2 separate regions of the Mus musculus genome follow, and region 2 is linked to region 1. The links are chromatin contacts, called in public Hi-C maps. All regions are on one chromosome and are shown on one strand. Each heading gives the region's core, a stretch centred on a gene start, on an enhancer-like site or on the middle of the called end of the contact. The rest is flanking DNA. Distances are from core to core; before and after follow the strand shown. Region 1 overlaps Pard3 (par-3 family cell polarity regulator). Region 2 overlaps Pard3 (par-3 family cell polarity regulator).

What was found. Hi-C and Micro-C count contacts between places; a contact is called where the count stands out from the background.
Region 2: a contact with region 1 is called in a Hi-C map of the N1E-115 cell line, with 2.9 times the contacts expected there. The contact joins two enhancer-like sites. A contact is called at or near these places in 4 of 484 Hi-C or Micro-C datasets (LSK cells, the N1E-115 cell line, nephron progenitors and 1 more) and 4 of 115 datasets of contacts at active chromatin or transcription factors (bone marrow-derived macrophages, embryonic stem cells and stem cell-derived neural progenitor cells).

The regions. Positions count from the first base shown.
Region 1 is chr8:127,327,621-127,332,862 of GRCm38.p6, forward strand. All of the region lies in intron 5 of Pard3 (par-3 family cell polarity regulator), which reads left to right. Among named protein-coding and RNA genes, the nearest start is that of Gm9909, 120 kb to the right of the region's middle. Within about 2 kb of position 2,846, at least 39 of the 459 cell types and tissues checked have an H3K27ac peak or open chromatin away from gene starts, as enhancers often do. A contact at or near this core is called in the N1E-115 cell line, where this site is marked.
Region 2 is chr8:127,512,948-127,518,189 of GRCm38.p6, forward strand. All of the region lies in intron 22 of Pard3 (par-3 family cell polarity regulator), which reads left to right. Among named protein-coding and RNA genes, the nearest start is that of Gm51558, 41 kb to the left of the region's middle. Within about 2 kb of position 3,219, at least 47 of the 459 cell types and tissues checked have an H3K27ac peak or open chromatin away from gene starts, as enhancers often do. A contact at or near this core is called in the N1E-115 cell line, where this site is marked.

The DNA.
Region 1 (5,242 bases), core at 1,596-4,095:
AGGGCTGTTACATGGTAGGCTGAGGATAGAACCCATGGCCTTGCACATGGCAGGCAAGTGCTCTGCTGTTGAGCTACAGCCCAGCCCTGCTGTTACTGTCTTGAATCGCCTTTTCTTCTCTCACACTGGAAGCACCATTTGGAATGCTGAGCTTGCTCACTGCCATCCCCAGTGTTCATCCTTTCAGAGATGGAGTCTTGCTCCAGTGGCATCTCATCAGAATTAGAATACAGTTTAATCTTCTTAAATCATTTTTAGTCTTCTTCTGAAGAATTAATTTAGTCTTAGTCCTTATGCCCACCTTTATATATCCTTTTGCTTGGGACTTGGAGGTGTGTGTGTGTGTGTGTGTGTGTGTGTGTGTGTGCGCGCGCGCGCGCGCGCGCAAGCTCCCATGTACACATGCACTCGCCTTCTGATCACCTCTGCTTGGTACTACCTAAGCATATGGGCCTCTGTGATCTGATAGAGCTGGGGGGCAGTTGTCACTCATTCACTTCTGGAGCCCTTCAAAGGCTGCTTGTCAGGATTGTTTTCTTTATCTTTCTATCTATCTATCTATCTATCTATCTATCTATCTATCTATCTATCTATCTATCTATCATCTATCTATTCATCCATTATCTATTATCTATCTCTATTATCTATCTATAATCTATCATCAATCATCTCTATATATCATTTATTATCTATCTATCTATCTCTCTACCTACTTACCTACCTATCATCTCTTATACATCTATCTATTATCTATCTCTATCATCTATCTATAATCTATCATCAATCATCTCTATATATCATTTATCTATTATCTATCATCTGTCTATCTCTCTATCTACCTACTTACCTACCTATCATCTCTTATACATCTATCTATTTATCATCTATTATACATCTATTTATCTAGCTATCATCTATCTATCTATCTATCATCTATTATAAATCTAGCTAGCTAGCTATCATCTATTATCTATCTATCATCTATCATCAATCATCAATCTATAATCTATCATCTACCTATTTATCTGTTATCTATCTATCTACCTACCTAACATCTATCTGTCCATCTGTCCATCTACCTATGTCATCTATCCATCATCTGTCTATATCTAGCATCTATCTATAATCTATCCCCTGACTGTCTATTATCTATCATCTATATATCATTTATCTATTTTTCTATTATCTATCTATCCCTTCTGCCTTCATTGCTCTGTGAGATTACATGTATGTGCCACCAAACCCAACATAATGCAGTCTAGAGGACAGCACTCAGAACTTTGTGTTTACCAGGTAAGCACTGTACCTACTGAGCCACATCCCTCAGCCTGTTTTGTCCTTTTTGCTGGCTGTGATTACTACCTTCTGCTGCTTCTTTGATTGATGGAGCTGAAAGCCTGCAGGGAGACAGGAGGTGAGTCAGAAATTCTGAGCAAAAAAACCAGTCAGGTGGTATATGGAGTGACATTTGTGGAATCTTAGTGTTCACTGCTTTTCTTGCCCGTGAATACACTGTTACAGTCAGCCTGGCTGGATAAAGACACATTATTTTATAAATCCTTGACCTTCAGGTGCCTTTTCCTGTGCTCATTGCGGTCGGCCTTAAAGCCCTTTGTTGGAGCATTGTGCTCAGATGATGGGGAAAGATGTGTCTGTCTCTGATGTGCAGTGCACTGTTCATACCTCTGCTTCTCACTCTTCTTAACATTTGCTGTTTATTTTTGTGTCTTAGGAGAGGTAGAACTACTGTCCACTTTAGGAATACTAGTCAGAAAATTACATCAGCATTTCTATCTTATAGTATATTCTTCTCAAAACCTATTTCTGATACCCTGCCTGGAGAATAGGAACCGTTTAAAAGACATTTATTTATTTAGTTTAGTTTAGTTTGGATAGAGACAGTTTTTTGGTGGTGGTTGTTTTTGTTTAATCAGTTCCTTTGTAGGTTTTTCCTATCACGATCAACTTGGTTTTGGAGCAGTCCTGAAAATGTTGCTTTTAAGTGTTCGAGCAATTCATTCGCTGGTTTTGGTTTTGGCCACCTGTGTGGCCTGTGATATTTCTGTGATGGTTCTGTATTGATGAGGGGCCTTTTTCCCCTTTGCTTTTTCTGATGTTCAGGTCTCAGGTGAGACCCTTGTGAGTGTTTCCAAGGTACTCTACCAACCCAGTAGTCTCTCCAGCACAAGCTAAGTCAGACTTTTTAAGTAGCTGAGAAACTATGTAGAGATTAAACTACTGGAGAGAAGTGTGGTTATTTTTACTACATCCAGCTGAAGAGATTGGTGGGCTGGGACATTTGAATTTCTTTTCATACGGGGCAGTATTTTTTATCTTCTCTAAGCTAAGCACATACTAGTTCCTAATTTTGATGATTTAGTCTTTACAATGCTGGGTGATGGAGCAGCCCCAAAACACACACACACACATGCTTGTTTTCTTCAAGAGTTACAATTTCCAAGTTGAGAAATGAAACTGTAATGTTGATATTCATTAGTTGAGCCCTCTGGTAAACATGTTTCTTGTCCTGTCCAATGCTCTCGGTTCAAAGAAGAAACTCATTAACTGGCCCTTTGTGCTTTAACTTTTACCTAGACAGAAGTATGGTGTGATGGCACTGTCATCCCCCTTAGATGTCTTGATTTGCCTGTGGGTGCTCACTCTGCCCCTGTTCCTCTAAAGAAACAATGGCCTTTGGCGTGCCAAGGTCTTCACTTCCCTCCTGCTTGCCTTGTCAGTCATGTGGTTTCTCCCTTGCAAATCTCTTTGCTCCAGTCATTCCTTCAGTGGGTGTTTGTTCAACTGGAGCCCCCCTCCCCCCACAAGCCTTCCTCACGCAGGCTCTGCCCCTTAGAGTACAGAGGCTTGGTTCCTCTTTTGTCCCTTGACAGATCCTTCCCCTCAGGATGACATCTGTGTTTCTGCCCACCACCCTCCTCTTGGCCACGTTACCAAAGTGAGTTTGCCGTGGCTTCTCCCAGTGTCCACGTAGACACAGCCCAGACAGTCACCATGCTTTACCTATCCATAGCATCCAGAGGTAGTGAAGCTGACAACTAAGAATAGCCATCACATACATATAAATTTTATTCGAGATTTGTGCGGTTATACAATTGATACTTCTTGACAACACTGCTTGTTATATAGCACCTGCCTGTGACAGGGAAGACTGAAGACATGTTACAGAGGAAAGGCCTGAGGGCTGAAGAGAGACGGAAAGTCTGTCTGTGTGAAGCCGTGGTCCTGCTTTGAAAGTGATGGAGGACACTGCCTTTCTTATCTAAGTGTTGGCCTGTGCGCTTCCTTGGGGACAGCCTCCTAATTGAACTCGGATGTGAGAGCTAAGCAGCTTGCACCATCAGCTGCCCCTGCCGATCTCTGTGTGTCCTAATGAGCTCTGCTGATTGAGAGCTGGTCCTGTTTAATCCTGGGAGAGCCCAGGAGTCTGTCTGAGCTTTGCTGAGCTGCTGTGACCCAGTTAAGTGAGGTTCTTAAAAGGACATGGGGGGGGGGTGGGAGGAAAAATCCAAAAATGTTGATGTAAGTCCAAGACACCTGTCAATTTTGTTCTCAAGGAAACATTAAATTATTCTTCATGTCTACAACTAAGTAAATTCCCTGCTTCCTTTGCAAATGGTATTTGAACAAAATATTTGATTGTGTTGGATAATTTGTGGACATTAGAATTGGGCCTAACAGTAAGCACTCTGTAGTGAAAACATTGTGATTTTTCTGAGAGCTTTTTTTCTTTAGATCCAGGGGTTTCTTCATTCTCGCTAGACTGTAAATGTATTGTTCTATCATCTATGGCTGCGAGCTGGGAAAGTTTCACCTGTATAGGCATTTGTTTGCTTTTTTCCTCACTAGAGGGACAGTATGATTTTGTGTCCGTTTACAGAAATTGCATATACTATAAATTCTAGCACACCATCAATATGCTTGGCATAAGATTTAGACTCTTGTGATCATTTTATTTAGTCAACACCCACCCCTCCCCAAGAAACACTTCTAATTCATATAGATATTTGATATGAAAACCATGTTGTGATTTTGAAATTCTTTCCTGTCTGCCTATGCATCTGCCACATGTGTGTGGGTAGATGCATGCAGGGGTCAGAAGAGGGGATTATATCACTGGGAATGGAGTTCCAGGTGGTTATGAGTGAGCACTATTAATCACTGAGCCATTTCTCCAGACCCTTAAATTATTTTCTAATTAAAAAAAAGTTATTTAACTTTATTTAATGTGTTTGGATGTTTTCCTTGCACAAAGTTTATGTGCCATTTGCATGCAGTGCTCAACTAGGCCAGAAGAGGGCAGCAGAGTCCCTGGAACTGGAGTCCCTCCTTAGCTGTCATGTGGATCTGGGAATTGAAACCAGGTCATCCAGGAGGGCATCCAGAGCTTTTCACTGCAGAGCCATCTTTCTTCCCTTGGAGTTATTTTCTGATAGAAAGGAAATACTGTTCATTATGATATTCCACAGAAGTGTTAATTGAATTGATTCCGATGTAAAAATGATCCCACACCAATTGTTGTTGTTTTTGTTTCCTAAGTGTCCATTACACATGTAAGCTATTTGCAAGCCCTTCCTCTTCCCTGTGGAATACAGTACAACTTATGGACAGAGTAGGGCTAATACGGACACACTCTTGGTATTGCTGTTGTTTGTGGTGAGATTTCATGTATCACAGGTTGACTTCCAACTCACGGTATAGCTGACGATGACCTTGAACGTCTGCTAAAATACCAGTACCCATAACATTTTGTTATTTGTTCCCCTTTTAGTGTGTGTGTTGCATGTATATATGTATGTCTGTAAGTGATAGGTTTATTTCTCTGCTGCCAGTGAAATGAGCCAATTCAAGCCAGATTGCATCGTATTAAAGGCAGGTGTACTGGGAAGTTACTCCCTGGCAAGTTCACTGGCTCTAAGGATTGAAGCCAGGGGAGTCACCATAGGGAGAGGGGAAAGAGAGAAAGGACTTGTGTGCAGAGAGAGAAGAGGAGGAGGAGAAGGAGGAAGAAGAGAGAGAGAGAGAGAGAGAGAATATGAATCGCAAAATGTCTGAATTATATAGAGTAGCGCTTCTGGGGAAGGTCAGCCTAGACCCTGGGTGGGAAAGTTCAAGGCTGGGGCAGGGCATGCCAGGTAGGGACTGTAGGGACTGAGGGACACTAGGAGAACCTTGGAGGCCAGGTCTGCTTTGATAAAACTTGTACCTTAGTCCCTTGTCCAGG
Region 2 (5,242 bases), core at 1,969-4,468, 190 kb after region 1:
CTGCCCCTAGAATTTCCACTTTATTTCTGCTAATGGAGTTAGCTCCCATTCTGTTCCTCTAGAACAGTGGTTCGCAACCATCTTCCTTCTTAATGCTGTGACCCTTTAATACAGTTAGTTCCTCATGTTGTGGTGACTCCCAACCATAAAATAATTTCATTGCTACTTCATAACAAATTTTGCTAATGTTACAAATAGTAATATAAATATCTGATATGCAAGATATCTGATATGTGACCCCCAAAGGTATTGTGACCCACAGATTGAGAACCACTGCTCTAGACATCCATAGTAGGACTTTTCTGCTATATCTTTGCCACAGATGGGCTCTGGGCCCTCTCACCTTCTATAATTAACTTTAGAGAACAAGAGAAGCTGAACTTACCTGGAAATCCAGAGAGAAAGGTAACTAACTGTACTATTATGGTTTTTGTTTTACATGGATAGACCTATCTGCCAAAAAAAAAAAAAAAAAAAAAAAAGGAAACTAAAAATGTATAAACCTGTAATGGATTTTGACTTTTGTTTGTGTTGTATTGTTTCATTTTTGAGACAGGATCTCATGTAGCTCAGGCTATCCCTAAATTCCCAATATAGCTAAGCATGATACCTGTGGTGCTGGAGATAAAACTTAGGGCTTTGTGTATACTGGGTGACGACTCTACCCACCAAACCAGTGCCCCAGACACTGGGTTTTTATTTTTAACAGAAGCATTTAAGATAGGCTTTCAGCTAGGTTGGGTGGCTCACACTGTAAACCTAGCACTTGGGAGGCTTGAGACTTAGAAGTAACCCTGGGCATTATAAAGAGAAAGGAGACACTGTCTCCCAACAAACCTAATAACGGTGATCGTGTGGGCTCTTGGGAATGCTATGGTACCTTTAACCAATTCCCCAAATCCTCTGGTAACTTGAAGCATACTCAGTGTTGACTGGTAGACTCGGCAGATCCAAGGCACAGTGACACTTGGACAATGGATATGAGCTGTGCCCCAGCATGCACAGTTTTGCTCCCACCTCTTTTGAATTCTACACACCTGTCATCAGCTCCATTAATAGGCAACAGGGCATTCTTTTTGTATCAATTTGAGAAGGCACCTGTTTTCACAAACATCATTTACCATTCGTGGGCATCTTTTTAAACCCAGAGTTACTGTTTGCTACAGAATTGTTACCTCAATTACAGACTGATACTGTGATCTAGACAGTGTACAGCCTGGACAGCTGCATGAAGAGATTCTTAAAGGAACCAGAATGAAATTCCAGTTATGTTACTCTCTACCTAGTCCAGCAGCCTGTGAACACTGTGAGCTTATTGCTTACCTGGCACCAGGTGAATCAGGTCCAAGTGCTCCTCACCTCCCTGTTAACCAGGGCGTGTTTGTGCTCTGCATGTTCACTTGTGAATGGAGAGTTTCAGTGCTCCATGAGGTCACCATTTACCATAACGGATGATACAGAAGGGGCCGGGTGAGGGTGGCCATCGGCCTTCACCATCAGCAGTGTGGTCCTCTGGTCCTCCCTCTTCCTGAGGGTTGGTTAATATGGGTTCCTCATGAGGTTTATTGTTTTCCCTTCTGTTCCTCCCTTCATCCATCTAACAACAAGAACACAGTACTATGTGCCAACCCTCCTATAAAGAATAGCAACTCAAGTAAGTCATATCTGTTCTATAGAGCTTTCCAGAATAGTATAGTGCATGGGAGGTTGATTCTATGTGGTGTCTTTCCTGCTCTTGGTTCTCCAGGTAAACCTTCAGGGCAACATCATGGGGGAAGAAAAGTCCAGGTTTGACATATGAAGTTGCTTCAAACCTGGCTCTGAGGTCATTTCTTCAATCCCCACCTAACCCTCTCAGTACTGCACTCTACCCTTAAAGCTCTCAGCAAGCTCTGAAGCCATATTGTTAATTTCTTGATGGCTCTCCACCTGCCCTTTTGCAGCTGTGGATGCCATGAGGCAGTATAGGGTTTATCTTCAACACAGCAGTTGATCTGGTGCTTGGAATAAAGCCTGATCTCAGACAGAAATTCAGTGAATGTCTCATATCTGAACCCAAACATGGCTGCCCCTGTGACCACACTAATGTGGGACTAACCACAAACCCGCCCCTCCCCCCTCAAGGCTTGTGGTCTTTAGGACTCCCTAGTGTAAACTTTTCTTTTGTGTCATTTTAAATTGCATCCATCAGCTTGTCACCTTCATGCCAGTCTTCCCTAGCCTTAACACAGGCTTCGGGCATGGCCTCAGTGTTCCCCTTCCCACAGTGCTTTGCACACAGTGAGGTCACACAGTCAGGAACACCTGCTAGAATCCTGTGAAGGCTGCAGTGCTGGGGAGTCAGCCTTTTCACAGACTTGGGGAAGTTCTGAGGCTTGCACAAGAGGGTGTGTGTGTTCACAAGTGTGGGAAGTGAGGACACGAACCCTTCATTTGCCAATAATAGAAGCATAGTTTGTCCTGGTGCTGCTAACATTAGTGCCCAGGTGACAGAGACAACGCGAACCATCCTGCATGTGCTAATAAGGAGTTCAGGACAGACTCTGACAGAACAGGCTTGCTCTAACCCATGATTGATAGTGTCTTGGGGGAAAGCCAGACGTGATGGATGCCAGTCATAATCTTCTGAGCCAGCCCACTATTTCTAGCTCCCCACAAGTCTGAAGAAGCATGACTGAACTTCATACTTCATGATCTGAGACTTCGTGACCTGGAAAGGCATTTGTCCAGTGCAGTGAAAGAAGAGAGAAAAACTCATGTTAAATGAAGAGCCCTTCCTTTTCAGAAAGATGTCATGGGATGGGAAGGGAAATAAGTTTAAAAACTCAGGTAATTCTGAACCTTGGAATGTACCCAAGCAATTTCCCATGAAGGGTCAAAGGTCAGGAAGGAGGCAAGGGAGGCGATTAAGTTCAAAATATATTATGTGAAATACTCAAAGAATCAGAAAAACTGTATGTGTGTGTGTATATATATACACACACACACACACACACACACATTTATCCATTTATTCATTCATTTATTTATATGAATAGGGGAGTCACAGGTTTAGTTTTACACACAGGGGAAGTCAAACATGCCCAGTGTATATCACTGCCATTTCAAAGACATTTGAGATCTCCGTTCTCTGAGTAAACATCCAAGAGCCTAGAGGATAAACTTCTGAAGGCTAAACCTACCAAACCATTTCCTGCCAGAAGGCACTAAGAGCAGACTGCAGACTCTGGGCCCCAAGATGAGATAGGCTGAATTAGATTAGGCAGCTTACTGTTGACATGTCTATTGATCTGGGCTCCACACAGTTTCCTGTCTCTACCAGCAGTGGGGATGGCTGTGGACAATAATGCAGAGACCTAGTTTATGTGAGGCTGGTGACTCCAAGCATCAGTCACTGTGGGAAGGCAGTGGTACTGGGAGATAAGGGTAAGCTGCTTGCAGTGTTTAGGAGCACTGATGTCCCAGCTGCATGCGTACATCTGAAAAGTTCCCTGTAAATTTCATAGTGTTCTACCCATAGAGTTTCCAGTGTTGCAGTGTTCCAGTGTTTTCCAGTGTTCCAGTGTTTCCAGTTTTCCAGTGTTTCCAGTGTTGCAGGGAGATTTGTTGTTAGGGTGGGGAAGCCCACTTACTCAGATTACTTTGTGCTTTTTAGATACTTACAAGTGTGAAATGGGATGCTGGACCTAAGAATGAGGAACCTTCCTGATGCCAGTGTTGACGAAAGAACAGGGCTCAAGACTCTTGACTTAGATACTTTGTAATCTTTTCTTCTCTGAGACCACCAGGTAGATAATGAGCCCATGGGTTGTGCCTTTAATATCCACTTACTGGTGTTGGTCATACGATCATAAAATGTTATACTTTAAAAAGTATGCTGAATGCAGAAATATAAATAGAAATTATAATTGTTTTGTGGCTTTTGATACAAATATGGTTTAGAGCTTTTTTTAACGATAGAGGAAGGTGGTGACTTATTTTATGTATATTTTAAGGCATCAATAATTTAATACAGATTTTGCATCTAAGGTTTTTATTAGCACATTTAGCGATATATAATAACGGATTTCATTAAGACTTTTTTCTACAGGCATATAATATGCTTTTCATTTGTTTTTTATTTATTTATTTTATTCTATGCTTATGAGTGTTTGTCTGCCTATATGAATGTGTACCATATGCCTGCCTGGTGCTTGTGGAGGTCAGGACAAGGCCCCAGATCCTCTGAAACTGGAGTTACAGACAGTTGTAAGGCACCATGTGTGTATGGGAAGAGCACTAGCCACTGATCCATCTCTCCAGCCCCATATATTTTAATCATATTCACCCCCAGGAACCCTCTCTTGCCCCTTTTTTACCTCTTAGCTGCTCCCCCTTCTACTTTGGTTTGATTTGTGGTTGAATTGCTTACTGGACTACAGGGGGAGGGTTATTTTAAAAGCATGGGTGCCTTACCAGTTAGATGTGAGTACCTTGGTTTTTTGATTTGTTTTTGCTTTTGTTTGGGGGTTGTTTGTTTGTTTGTTTTTTGTCTTTTGGGGTTTTGTTGTTTTGTTTGTTTTTGTTTTTGTTTTTGTTTTTGTTTTTGAGACAGGGTCTCACTTTGTAGCTTTGCCTAGCCCAAAAGTATATGTAGACTAGGCTGGCCTAGAACCCACAGAGATCCAGTGCCTTTGCTTCCTGAGTGCTGGGATTAAAGGCACGCACCACACCCAGCTAGATGATGCTTTTAGATACAGCCCCTCTGTATCTACTCACATACTTCATTATTACAAACTCCCTTGATAAATAATGAGGACTCGTTTTCACGATTTTGGTTAGCTTTCTCGAAATGTAGCTTTCCTTAGAGCCATCTTTCCTTTTCCTTCAAGCACGTCGGAAAGGGCAGAGGTTGGGTGTGTTCATGTACTCCTGAACGGGTGTCAAAGAGGAATTTTTTTAGATTTATTTATTTATTTATTTATTTTATGTATGTAAGTATACTGTAGCTATACAGATGGTTGTGAGACTTCATGCGGTTGTTGGGAATTGAATTTTAGGACCCCTGCTCACTCCAGCCCAAATATTTATTTATTATTATACATAGGTACACTATACCTAACTTCGGACACACCAGAATAGGGCGTCAGATGGCTCAGTGGGTAAGAGCACTGACTGTCTTGAGTTCAAATCCCAGCAACCACATGGAGGAATGTTTTTATAATCCACAGAGTTCAACAGTTAACTGTTGTCAGCAGTTATT